Regions from separate parts of the Hordeum vulgare genome. Here region 2 is linked to region 1. Evidence: chromatin contacts called from public Hi-C data. All regions are on one chromosome and are shown on one strand. The core of a region is the stretch at or near the end of the contact, and the rest is flanking DNA. Distances in the headings are between cores, read along the strand shown. Region 1 holds the start of LOC123432846 (probable prolyl 4-hydroxylase 3). Region 2 holds the start of LOC123432937 (trafficking protein particle complex subunit 13).

What was found. A called contact is a pair of places that touch in the nucleus more often than the background predicts.
Region 2: a contact with region 1 is called in a Hi-C map of leaf, with 4 times the contacts expected there. The contact joins the promoter of LOC123432937 here to the promoter of LOC123432846 in region 1. A contact is called at or near these places in 2 of 6 Hi-C or Micro-C datasets (leaf and seedling).

Annotation. Positions count from the first base shown.
Region 1 is chr1H:308,678,252-308,684,378 of MorexV3_pseudomolecules_assembly, reverse strand. LOC123432846 (probable prolyl 4-hydroxylase 3) reads right to left here and starts at 3,036. Exons shown (of 8, transcript XM_045115419.1): 1 at 2,608-3,036; 2 at 2,402-2,489; 3 at 1,584-1,681; 4 at 1,405-1,502. The coding sequence starts at 2,834.
Region 2 is chr1H:309,611,560-309,617,686 of MorexV3_pseudomolecules_assembly, reverse strand. LOC123432937 (trafficking protein particle complex subunit 13) reads right to left here and starts at 2,180. Exons shown (of 12, transcript XM_045115425.1): 1 at 1,738-2,180; 2 at 1,564-1,648; 3 at 697-827; 4 at 499-601; 5 at 393-407. The coding sequence starts at 2,096. LOC123432911 (mediator of RNA polymerase II transcription subunit 16) reads right to left here. Exons shown (of 16, transcript XM_045115424.1): 13 at 5,522-6,048; 14 at 4,710-4,886; 15 at 3,520-3,903; 16 at 2,797-3,412. The coding sequence ends at 3,272.

The sequences.
Region 1 (6,127 bases), core at 1,787-4,286:
CCGTCTGAAAATAAGTGTCTTTAGCTTAGTACAATTTTGTACTAGAGTTAGTACAAAGTTGAGACAGTTATTTTGGGACAGAGGGAGTATTATTTTTGCATAAAATGGAGTTAAGACAGCTCATGTATTATGTTGTTAGGCATGCGCGTCATGTCTTATTTCATTCAAGTGGCTTTACAAAGCATAAAGAAGTTTCGAAGATGTACTAAACACAGTGGAGTGCATAATTTAGTGTGTGTGTCTTTTTTATATTATTTTTTGTAAGGGTAGACATGCACTGTGTAGTTAAAGATGAGATATTTGACTTTAACATGTATGATATCATGCTCTGCATGTATGGGCGCTGTCCCAAGTGCAACTGTGAATTTGGTGAACAATTTTGGTACAGTGTACCATGTCCAATATTTGATGTTCATGCACAATTTTAAACTTTTGTCTTCTACCACTTGGTATGCTATAAAATTGAAATTGCTGGCAATGACCTTGTTGGGAAAATCCGAAAATGGCAGACACAGGGCCAGGTCTGTGGTCCATGACAAGGTGCTCAAAGAAATAAATGTTTAACTAAACCAAGTACCTAGCATCTAAGCTAACTTAAGAATAAGATAGTTTGACAGCTTATTTGAGTACCAAAAAGTCTTTTTGTCTACTGATAGGTGTAATTCTACTTCTCAAATGAGATTCTCAAACAATTGGGTGCGAAAGTATCACCTAGTATCAGGAAAAGGCAATGTAAACTTGAACATAGTGCCATAAGGTTGTAAGCTAATACTCCTAGTGGAACCCTTGCTGCCAATTGGTATAGGCTTGATAATTCTTGCTGAACATAACTGTGAAAACACCAGATCACCGAAACGCAATGCAGTTGCACTCCATAATGTACTACTCCCTCCGTCTCATAATATAAGACGTTATTACATCCAATATGTGAGTATATTGGATGTAATAATGTCTTATATTATCGGACAGAGGGAATAATACATTACTTTGCATGGTTACTTAACGCTCCATGAACTATTCAAACTAAGTCGCAAGCAAGTGCACTTTTGGTAAATCAATGACACACAGTATTGCATGGTAATCAAAACTTTGAAATTATACCATGACGAAGACTAATGCATCGGCGTAAAACTGAAGTTCACAAACTTACAGTTCAGATTTGGAGGAGCAACTATAGTTATAACTTTGAGTTAAACAAAATGACACTTTCCGATAATTTGAGGTGGTGTTCAATTTATTTATGCTGAATTAAAGCTGAAAGGTTCTTCCAATGAACAATACAGTGTATTTAAAATATATTCAGACCTTAAGTTCTGTGGTAATCTTTTCCCTAGGCATACTAGCAAAAACATAGAAAGGTAAACAAACTTTCAAGTATCCATGGTATTGGTACGTACGCCATACCTACAGGTATGAAGGTGAAATCTGATATTCTTTTCTCAATGGTGCGAACAATTTTGTCTTGCCCTCTTCTAAGAAATGTTCCTGAACTCGTTCGCACCCTGAATACATTTAATTAAGCGTAAGTGGGCATCAGGTTCCGTAACAGTTCCAAAAGAAAGAAGAATTTGCAGTGTCCAAACCTGCTATCTTTACTCCCTCCAGTTGCAGAATCAACCACTGTCGATTTCTTCATGTGAGGCTTTGCCAATGAAATCAAATATTCACATTCTTCCTTGGACTGAGAGCAGCAGTAAAGTCAGTCATACCCAGATCGCTATTTGAAGCGAACTAACCAGTTATAATAAATACAACAAACACACATGACATTTCTTCATCTCCTATTATGCAATGTCATCAGAAGTAAACACCTTCCAAAGGCATTTTGGATACTAATAATCACAATGCCAAGTTTCTAATGCCAGTGTTAATATTTATCATCTACTTCTTTGTCCCAAGCACATGTGCCTGAACTTCCGAGTTTGAGCCCCTGACTTGAAGGTCAAGCAGATTCGAAGCACAAATTATGTGTGACTATATATATGAGGATTCCTAGATGGACAACACACATGTAGAACTCAGCAAGAGCCATGTCCGGACACCCAGCATGTACAATAGCCCTCCCACGGCAAAATGCCAGCAGCGATCCAGCTCACGCCTGGTTCCTTAGTGCACAATTTTCTGTACCAAATTCACATCATAACTAAACTTCATTCGGCATTCTTGCGACTGAAGTACAAGCATTTCGGATTTTACTTCACGAATCTAATCTGGTACGGCTGGGCCAATGTGTACAACGAGCTCTTAAACTGGATTTCAACAATCGTCTAAAATCACCAACAAAGATCTCAAGATCTCCCAACGCGCATCCTAGAACCGATAACAAAGCACGTAAAGAATAAAGAGGCAGCCGTCCCGGCCCAAACCAAAACACAGAATGGGGGCAAGGCAAGAGACTCACGAGGAAGTTGTGGTAGATGAACGCCCGTGGCTCCCAGGACAGGACCTCCGTCCAGGGCTCCCCTTTCTCCCCGCCCTTCTCCAGCCTCCTGCACAACGACAACGGAGAAGAAGAAGCACCGCGTCAATCTCGCGCAAAAAAAGGGAGGGCAACGAACGCGGCGGATCACGGAGGCCGTGGGCGTCGGAGGAAGAACGGGGACGCACGACTCGAACGCGGATCTGCGGAAGCGCGGGCGCGGGAGCGAGAGGACCGCGCCGCGGCCGGAGCCGGCCGGCAGCGAGAGCGCGCCGAGCGCCAGGAGGAGCAGCAGCGCCACCGACGCGAGCAGCAGCGCGGCCAGGATCGCCTTGGACGGCTTCCCGCGCCTCCCGCCCCCGGCGCCGCCTCCCAGCAGCGGCCTCCCGCCCCGCCCCGCCGTCCTGCTCGCCATCGCGCCCGCCCGGGATGGGATGCGGCCTGGCCTCGGGTCTCGCGGCGCCGGCCCCGGTGGGTTTAGCGCCTCCTCCTCCTCCTCTTCGTCGTCGTCCTCCTCTGTCTCTCCTTCTCTCTCGCGCTGTGACCCGAGTCGTCGGTCTGTTTCGGGCTCGATGAGATATGCTGCCGCTGCCGCTGCCGCTGCTGATGCATTTGTTCGGCTCGACGAGGTATGATGCTAGCTGTACCGTGAAACTGCTGCGCGTGCCGTGGGTCCCGTAGATGACGTGTCGGCATTGCGAGAAAGTGGGCCCCACTGCGGACAAAGTCCACCGGCCACGCGCAAAAGAGTGGGCCGACAAGGTACAGACGCGCAGCCCAGCTACACAACCGCAATCCGAACCAACCTATGGGTAATAAATTGCCAGCAGACGGTGGTATTATCGGTCCGTCAGGTTTTAAATTTTGGTTTTCGAATTTATTTTAGAACTTTTTATGATGCATATTTAATGAAAAGAAACAGTTCCGTTTACAACGAGGTGTCTATGATGATTTCATAAATTTTAAAATGTTATACCAACTCAGTCTCTCGAAGGTGATCACAGGAATTAGATATGTGTGTATGTATTTATAGACACGAGTGTATGCACGTGTACATAAGCGTTTATGTTTGTATTATGTTAAAAAAAATCTACACGACTAAAATATGAATAATTTCTTATATCTATACTAAATATTCAACAATTAATATGAATGGAGGGGACGCAGACTTCAATAACTATGTAGGCTATACAAACTATTTTTAATCACTCAGAAGATAGACGGCAAGACAAGTAGAATCTGACCCATTTAGGTGCTAGACTCATCTGCATCCGTTTAGAAAAATAATTATAAAAGGAACTAAAAAATACATGATAGAAAATTTATTGCGCGAGGTCCAATCTAAGTTTCAGGTCATTTAAAAATCTGAGTAGCTCTTAGTAAAAAAGCAAATCAACTCAGAACAGTGTATGAACAATAAAATTTTATAGACCTTGAATTTATTTATTTTGCCGAGAGATGCTCATATGTCTGAGTGATTTAAAAAATAAAGCAAACTATCAAACTATCTAGCAAGTAAAAAAATGAAGCTCTTTGATTTTTTAATATTTATTTTGATTCATTCTATTTAGTATGGATGCAGATGAGCGTAGGCTGTGAAGTGGATTATCATTGAACGATGCACCTATATTTTCCGACAACCCGATTACATAACAGCCATGGAAGCAGATATGGGATCGGGAAAGGGGTAGCTCCGCTAAACCAGTTTGTACAGTTTATGAAATATAGAGGATATCTGAAACTGCAGCTAGGGCATCTATCTTCATAGCTGCCAGTGAAATCCTTATACGAAATCAATTTATTTTATTTAAGGTAGGTGTCAATGAAATGCCCATACAAAGTCAATTTATCCAATTAGAGCTATAAAATCTTAAAAAGGGTATGTAAATATAAACAATGTCTGTTTTTCTTTAGGGGGGTTTTACCCCTCAAAAGAAAAGATTGACATTCTTTTATTCTGGGTAAGGTGATCAGATCACTTGCCCAGACATGTTCATACTTGCCATGGATGATCACAGTTTTATGGATGTATTTCGAGATTTAATAGATTTATTGTTTCATTGGTAAGTGATTTTTTCATCGATTACGAAGGTGTATGTAGTGACTTCATCAATTTTAAGATGATGTGTTGGCTTAATCTTTTAGATATGCTTATAGAAATAAAATATGTGTACATGCATTTATAGTGATGAGCGCATGCTCTTGTATATGAACGACTTCGTTTATACTGTGTTAAAAAAAGGCAAAATGTTTGTGATGATTGTACTGTATTTCACCCTAAAAAGAACTTTGAAGCCAGCGCAAAAAGAAAAGAACTTTGAAGAACGAAAGTTACCTGGCCTTGAAGAATTTGTCCATGGATAGACGGAGAAGAAAACAAAACAGCAGCACGGACGCGGACGGAAGCTACAAGTCGTATGCAAAACAAGTGCATCTGCGGAGGCCAGGACTAATCTGTATTTTGTATATAGAGCTAGCTAGACTAGAGTCTCCCTCGACGTGAAATACGCAGCAATGCCTGATTACAACTGCTTTCTTTTCGAGTAACGATTACAACTACTATCAGACGCAAGTCGGCACCAGATGCCAATCCGCAAACCACCTCCTCGATTTTTTTTTCCTTCCGTAGCCAGCGCTCACACGGAGCTACTTCGGCCACGGCCCATAAGCGCGAGGTCCTATGCACCAGCAGAGCTTATAAAAAGGGACTGCTAGACATCCATTGATACATTTGTGGTAACCATCCATCACCCTTTTAGCCATCTGATGCATACGCGTGCACCGTCCGATCACCAGCTCGGTCGCCTCCGTCCACCACACAAAATCCTGAAACAACGCTCCAGTTGCGGAAACAAGCACGTTGCTACGTCGTCCGACTGGCGGGTTAAAATATGACTGACGGGTCTTTTGCAACATAGATTATGTTGCAATTTTTTTTTAACAAAAGAGCATGTTGCGAAAACGTCCGTATATTTTTTTGCAATAGAATTTGTTATAAAATATTTTCTGCAATAAGGATCGTGTTGCAGAAATTTTCATCAGGCGCTAAGTTGCACAAGTGCAAGCTAGGTGAGCGTACATAAGACAAGCTTTGCACGAGCGAGAGGCGTCTGCCCTCAAGGGATTTAGATTTCAGATCCTGCAACATAGGACGTGTTGCGGTACACAATCTGCAACAAGCGTTAAGTTACAGAATGATAAACTATATGAAATCAAATAAGACACGCGTCGCACGGACGAGACGGCGGACGCCCTCGTGCGATCCGCCGGCTGGAGCACAACGTTTTCCTATAAAAAATCGGTTTAAAAGTAATTCGTCTCTCAGAAACGCATATTTGAAACAATTTATAATTTAGAAATGTTCCTGAATTGTAGTTAAAAAACAATACTAGTTTGAAAAAGTTTAAGGATTAGATTTTTTATGAATTTGGAAAAAGTTTCATTATTTTAACAAAAATTTGTGATTTTTTTTGGAAAATAACAAAATACGAAGCAAAAGAAAAATATAAAGGGAAAATATAAAGTCAAACAGAAAACTGAGTAAAGGATGAAAAAACAGGAGAACAAAAAAAACAAAAAAACTTGAGCAAAGGAAGATACTAGAATGTTCCCAAAACCGAAAGTATCAAACTGCGGCATCCCATTATAAGGGCCAGCCCGTTAAGAAAGGTGCACCGATTTCCTCGTCCACATTCACCGAGAACGATC
Region 2 (6,127 bases), core at 931-3,430, 930 kb before region 1:
ATACAGTGCTATAGGTTTAACGAAATAAACAGTTCCCTGAAGTGTTATTCCCAGGGGAGAACACTGAGATTTCTCCACTAGAAGTTCTAGTCAGTTATAAGAATACGGCAGTAAAAAGAGTTTACAGATGATTCTCAGCAGAAAGCTGAGCTGGTAAAAAGAGGGCCAAAAAAAAAAGAATAGCAAGCATGAAAAAGAAATGTGAACTGCTATTGCTACAAGGTTACAATCTAAGCACAGAGGGCAAGATTAAGTAGGGAAACTATAATCTAGAAGCAAATGTGAAAAGATCTTTGCAAACATATACATTTAATGATTCCTAAAGAAGACACCTACATTTAATCGAAGGACTCACAGTTACATGTACACTTGTAAAGCATGAGGTAACCTACCTTGATGGTGCGAACCTGAAAAAAAAGAGGTGAAACCCAGATTATTGATTCGACCTACAGAACATAGATCAGATACATACATATATAAATACGAGAAGTAAAGTACCTTTGTTCGAACAGACAATGGGTTTGAAACAGTAAACTTGAAGAACTGAGGAAGATATTTACGCTCCGCATCACCATCATTATATAAAGCAGTACAGACAAGCCTGGATTCAATAACCACACAAATCAAATAAATAATCAAGATTGCTATCGCCAAAGCAACAGTTGTGGAAGTTAAATAAAAAGGAAAGGAGCATACGTATGTGCGCCAAGTTCTTTGACATCATGCTCCACGATAAAATCATATCTACCCCCTGATCGAATCGATTCAACAGGTGATTTCGATGTATCCAGGAGAAGTATCCTCTGTCTCTCGGTTTGTATTTCTGCCTAATGCAAGTAAAGTTCAGTCAAACTTTGTGACAGAGTAAGACCAAACTGTATGAGAGAGCAGAGTCCACAATGCATATCATCACAAAAGGGAATGCATAAGTATCACAAATCTGAAGACAGATAGACCTGCAAATCCATGATCGGAACTATCGTGCATGCATAACAAGAGCTAAAAAGAGCTAAGGCCAGCCATCCACATGAAAATAATGATGCTACTTGCGTGCATACTGTCTCACATGTGCTGATACCTCATATCACCAGTTGTAGATCGACTTGATCAAACACCATATGGAAACTGCAACGTACAAATTACAACTGAACATTCATGACGGTAGCAAGGCGATTCAGTAATCGACCTTAATGATAGGTCATGACTGCAGCAATAAGAACTAAGTCTATCTTTGGTAATGACTGCAGCAATAAGATTGGTCATGACCACAGCGACAAGAACTAAGGCTAAACATGCAGCATCCTGCTGATCCGGAGATTCCAAAAGTAATAACCTACTCCCTCGGTCCCTCCGTTCTTAAATATAAGACGTTTTGGTAGTTCAAATTGAACTATGAATATTTAGGAAGTAGCAGTTTAACTGACGTGTCACAATTCACACCAGCCAATAATAACTGGACCAATTGAATCAATGGTTTCCGTCAGAAATTGAGACAATTGTCTAGAGATGATCTAATGCACTTGAAACTTCGTGAGACAAAAAGAGCGCGGCGGCTCAACACACCTTGATTATGACTTCCCTGGCTTCCAAGCCGGAGCTGTTGTTGATGCTGATGTAGCTGCAGAATGTCTCCCCCAAATAGATCGCCCTACTCACGAAGACACAGAAGCATCAGCGCAGGCTCTCGTCTAGAGCCGCACAAAACATTATAGTCTATAAGGAAATGGAAAGGCTAACCCGAAGGCCTGTGGGAGGACGAGGAGTCCGGGGGGCGCCAGGGCGTCGGCGGTGTCGTGGAGGAGGAAGCGATCGCGGAAGGTGAAGTCCCCGGCAACGGTGGTGGCTGCGCCGGGGTCGGGCGGGTGGAGCAGGCCCTGAAGAAAGTCGGCGGCGGCGGAGGGGTCGGGGGAGGTGAGCGCGTCCTCGGGGAGGAAGACGTCGCGGGGGTCGAAGCGGAGGAGCGCCGCCGGGTCGGGCCGCAGCGAAGGGCGGGACAGCCGCATCACGCGGAACGCCAGCGAATGGTTCTGCTGCGCCGCCGGCAGCTGGTGCGTCGCCGGGGACGGCTGCTGCGCGCCGGCGTAGGGCGACGACATCGCTAGCGATGTGCAGAGAGATCTGGATGGATGTGATCTCGTTTCTGAAGTCGCGTCGCAGTTTCGCGGCACTCAAAAGACTAGCTAGTTAAGAAGAAACGAAAAGTGCAGCTAAAGTTCGTCTATCTATTTTAGAGGGCGAAATTAGTTCAATAAAAAAATCGCGCTGGAGCTGAGAAAATTGTAAACTTCGAACACAGCACGATCACATCAGCAAAAGAAATCGGGAAACAAAGCATAACACTGCCGTGAAATCAAGGGCCTCTTTGTCATTGATTCGTAGGATTTCAGTCTTCTCAGATAGGATTGTAATGTCATGTTCTTTTGAATACTACATTATCTTGGTTTGCCTGCATCATAGAAAAAACAAAAGATCCTTTCTACTTCTAAGAGGCTTGAGTGGATGCTAAAATTCGTATGAAATGTAATACTCCTTCGGTCCCAAAATAAGTGACTCAAAAATAACTTTATTTTATAGTACTAAAATTAGTATAGAACTAAGTCATTTTTGAGTCACTTATTTTGAAACGAAGGGAGTACAAAGGAATGCTTAGGAAAATTTCTTATAGGATTCAATCATACAAATCAAACAAACAGTGTGGGAAAAAATCATAAGGTTTCCAATCCTTCAGGATTCAAAATTCCTACAAAAATCCTTTGAATCAAAGGATCCAAGAACATACGATGCCAAGGAACTAGGTAGTGACAACTGCAGCTTCCATCTCATCTAACAGAACATAACATTCACATAAATTTACATGGTGTGCAGAGTTTATTTTTATCAAAATAGCTGAACTCACCTAAAGATGAGGGGTAAATCATCATTTCACATCGCTAGCAATTTAGCTACATCCATCACTAGCAATATGTGTATCTAACAGCTTTGTTCGAACATTGTGATACATTTACACACATAAGAAACGCACAATGCAAACATTGCCATCTCCCCTAATATTACTATACTTTTACATAGCCGTTAGAGCCAAGTCTCAGTATCTGCTTTAAGCTTTTGACCTCTGGAGGTAAAAGCCAAAGCGCTGGGGCATGAGACTGATGATCTAATTGTTGGGCACAAAATTATCCAACATGGTAACCAACAATGCTCGTTCAGATTTGGCCAAGCAGCAACTACTATAGAAGAATTAGCATGGTGAAGTAGTCACGGAAGACAGCGATCACACAACTTTCACCCATGACCCACCACACATTGGACATGCTTGGGTCCACCGGCTGATCCACCACGCCTCGCGTTCATTTGCCATGTTTGCGGCACCAGGCTGTGCAAATGCACAAGTTTGCCGTAAACATCGTATGCACTGCAGAAGAGAGGATTAGACACAAAACTGGATAGAATACACTGATAACATCTAGTATAAAAAAACAGGAATGAGACTAATTGCCAAGCGAATCTAAGCATACTCACCTTATACCATTCACCATCAAGTCCTGTTTTCCACACGGCTGTAATGACATCTCGTCGAGACCCCATTACGCCAAGATAAGCTCCAAGACCTACAGATGTTTTCAGACCAAATGCTGCATCTCTTTCAGACAACCGGCGCTTTCTTGGCCAAAGACTTTGAATCCCAAAGTTAGTTTTACCCTCCTCTTCCATGTCAGACGCGTGTGGGTTGATATGACCACCTATTTTCAGATGTGGCATATTATCCAATGGACCGAGATCATCTGGTTCTGACCAGGGCCCTCCAAACATGTTGCGCCTATGCCATTCTTCAGAAGGAGGTTGTAGTTCCAATTCTCGAAGTAAAAGACCAGCAGCATCAGCTCCCCGTGGACGCGGCATGTTCTGCAAAAAAAATACAAAATGAAATAGCATGCATATTCAGATCGCTGCACCACCTCTCCACACACTTCGTTGAGAATGAGACCCCCTGATTCCCATAAATAATACCTGCGAGGCTCTGAACATGTCGAGTTACAACTCACATGTCCTTGCCCCACCTCCATGGTGGTAACACTATTTCACTTGCCTTTTATTATCTTTGGCACTTGTTTACTGAGGTTGTATAGTATAAGTACCGGAATCACCCGAGTCACTCAAAAACAGTACTCCTTCCGATCCATATTAAATGCCGCTGATTTAGTACTCCCTCCGTCACGGTTTAGAAGGCACGGTTAAACTTGCGTGCATTCCAAAATAGACAAGGTTTAAGGCGCGAAAGCAATTACTCCTATTAATTAGTACTAGTACTACTCATGCATGCGCCCTCCCAATTTGCTGCTCGCACATTAGTACTAGTATTTTCTCAGTTGATTAGGTGCATTAGTATTTACACCTGCTACATCTCACAACCAATCGATGACTACCTTGGTCCCAGAGATTTTACAAGGGTGCCTTCTAAACCGTGACGGAGGGAGTACAAAGTTGTGCTCCATCCGATCCATTTTAATTGTCGCTGATTATTCTTTTAGGGACTAAATCCACCATTAACTTGGGCAAGTATAAGTAGCAGAGAACATAGAATACTACAATCTCTTTTTCTCCAAGACAATATACCATTATTATTATCGCATGTTATTTAAATGTTGGACACTCACACATATACATAAATTCTTAAACGGACGAAGGTTCGTTGAGAAACTGTGTTGTACCTGCATATGGGGACCAAGAGATGCTTCCACTACCTCAGGGAGCACAGTGTAAGTGCCGTCGATGAAGTGCAGCCTTATAATTATGTTGCTAGTGCCAACCTGAGAAACAGGCAATGGGTGTTGCAAGCCTGATGTCCTTCGACAAAGGTCAACCAATATGAGAAATAGAACCTTCACCTGCAATAAAGCATTTCACGAGTCCAAATAATTAGTGAAACTGCATTAGAAGCATGTAGAAAATCCTGAGTCCAAGTAATTAGTGAAACTGCAGTATATCATCGGTAAACTATCCAATCAAATCTTAGTCTTACAGTAATACACGGTTAGTAAAACTGCAGTAGTCAACTGGGTAGATTAATACAACAAAGTAAACTATCCCAGTAATCAGTCTTACAGTGGCTCTGAACAAGCTAGCTAACTCACGGTTTCCAGATAACATACAGATATAATATACCATGTAATGGCTCTTATACAGATGTTTTGGTCAAGAAACTACAGGGACTGGAGAGGAATGTTCAAATGGAGGTGCAGTAACATTTTCAGTAACTTATAATTGTTATCTGTCAACATGATGAAATAAAAAAAAAGCATGTTTGGTGCGTGATTTAACTTTGACAACTGACGTAAACTGAAATGTGGGCATTGCCCCCTCTCTCTCCAACATATATGACTTTTTTACTTCATTCATATTGTTAGTCCCTGAGAAGTGTAGAATGGTTAACGGAAAACGCAATTTCAGTGCTTCTCTTAAAACAATACATGCTACAGTGATTTAGCAAAAGAAACTCATGGCAATAAATTACTGTTGTTACCTCATCCGATGTGTAGCCCTGGCCAGCATTGCCAGAACCAATTCTAACAGATTTTCCCATTGGATTTTCTTCAAGACCCTTTGCTCCAAGAACCAACTGTCCACGTGTAGCTGCACCATCTTCCACTTTGGCAGCCCCTAGACCAGATCTTACAGCAGAAATAGCAGAACTACTGTCCTCTATCTTACTGTTCATCAAGTGCTGTATTTTCTGCATGGCAGAATCAGGATTTCTCTGTGCATTTGCGAGTAATCTTGGTGATTGCCTCCTCCGGAAAAGCAAACAAAATAGCAGCAATTGACATAATCTATGAAGGAAATGGCAGTCTCCAATAAGCCTGACAGCAGGTGTCCCGGGAAAAGTCCCTGTGTTGATGCTTATAGGAATAAATGATGACCTCCCACTAACTGGATTTGGTGCGGCATTGGCAGCGCCATCAGCATTGTTGCTAATCTTAGCAATGGCACCTTGGACCCACTCCTGCATTTGTGAGCTCCCTGTCGCAGATGCTACTCCACCTTGATTACCTGTAAATTGCAGGAGACAGAAGTATCAAATGTTATTATGCTAAGCAGTAATGCTAAATCATAAAGTATAAAAGCAACT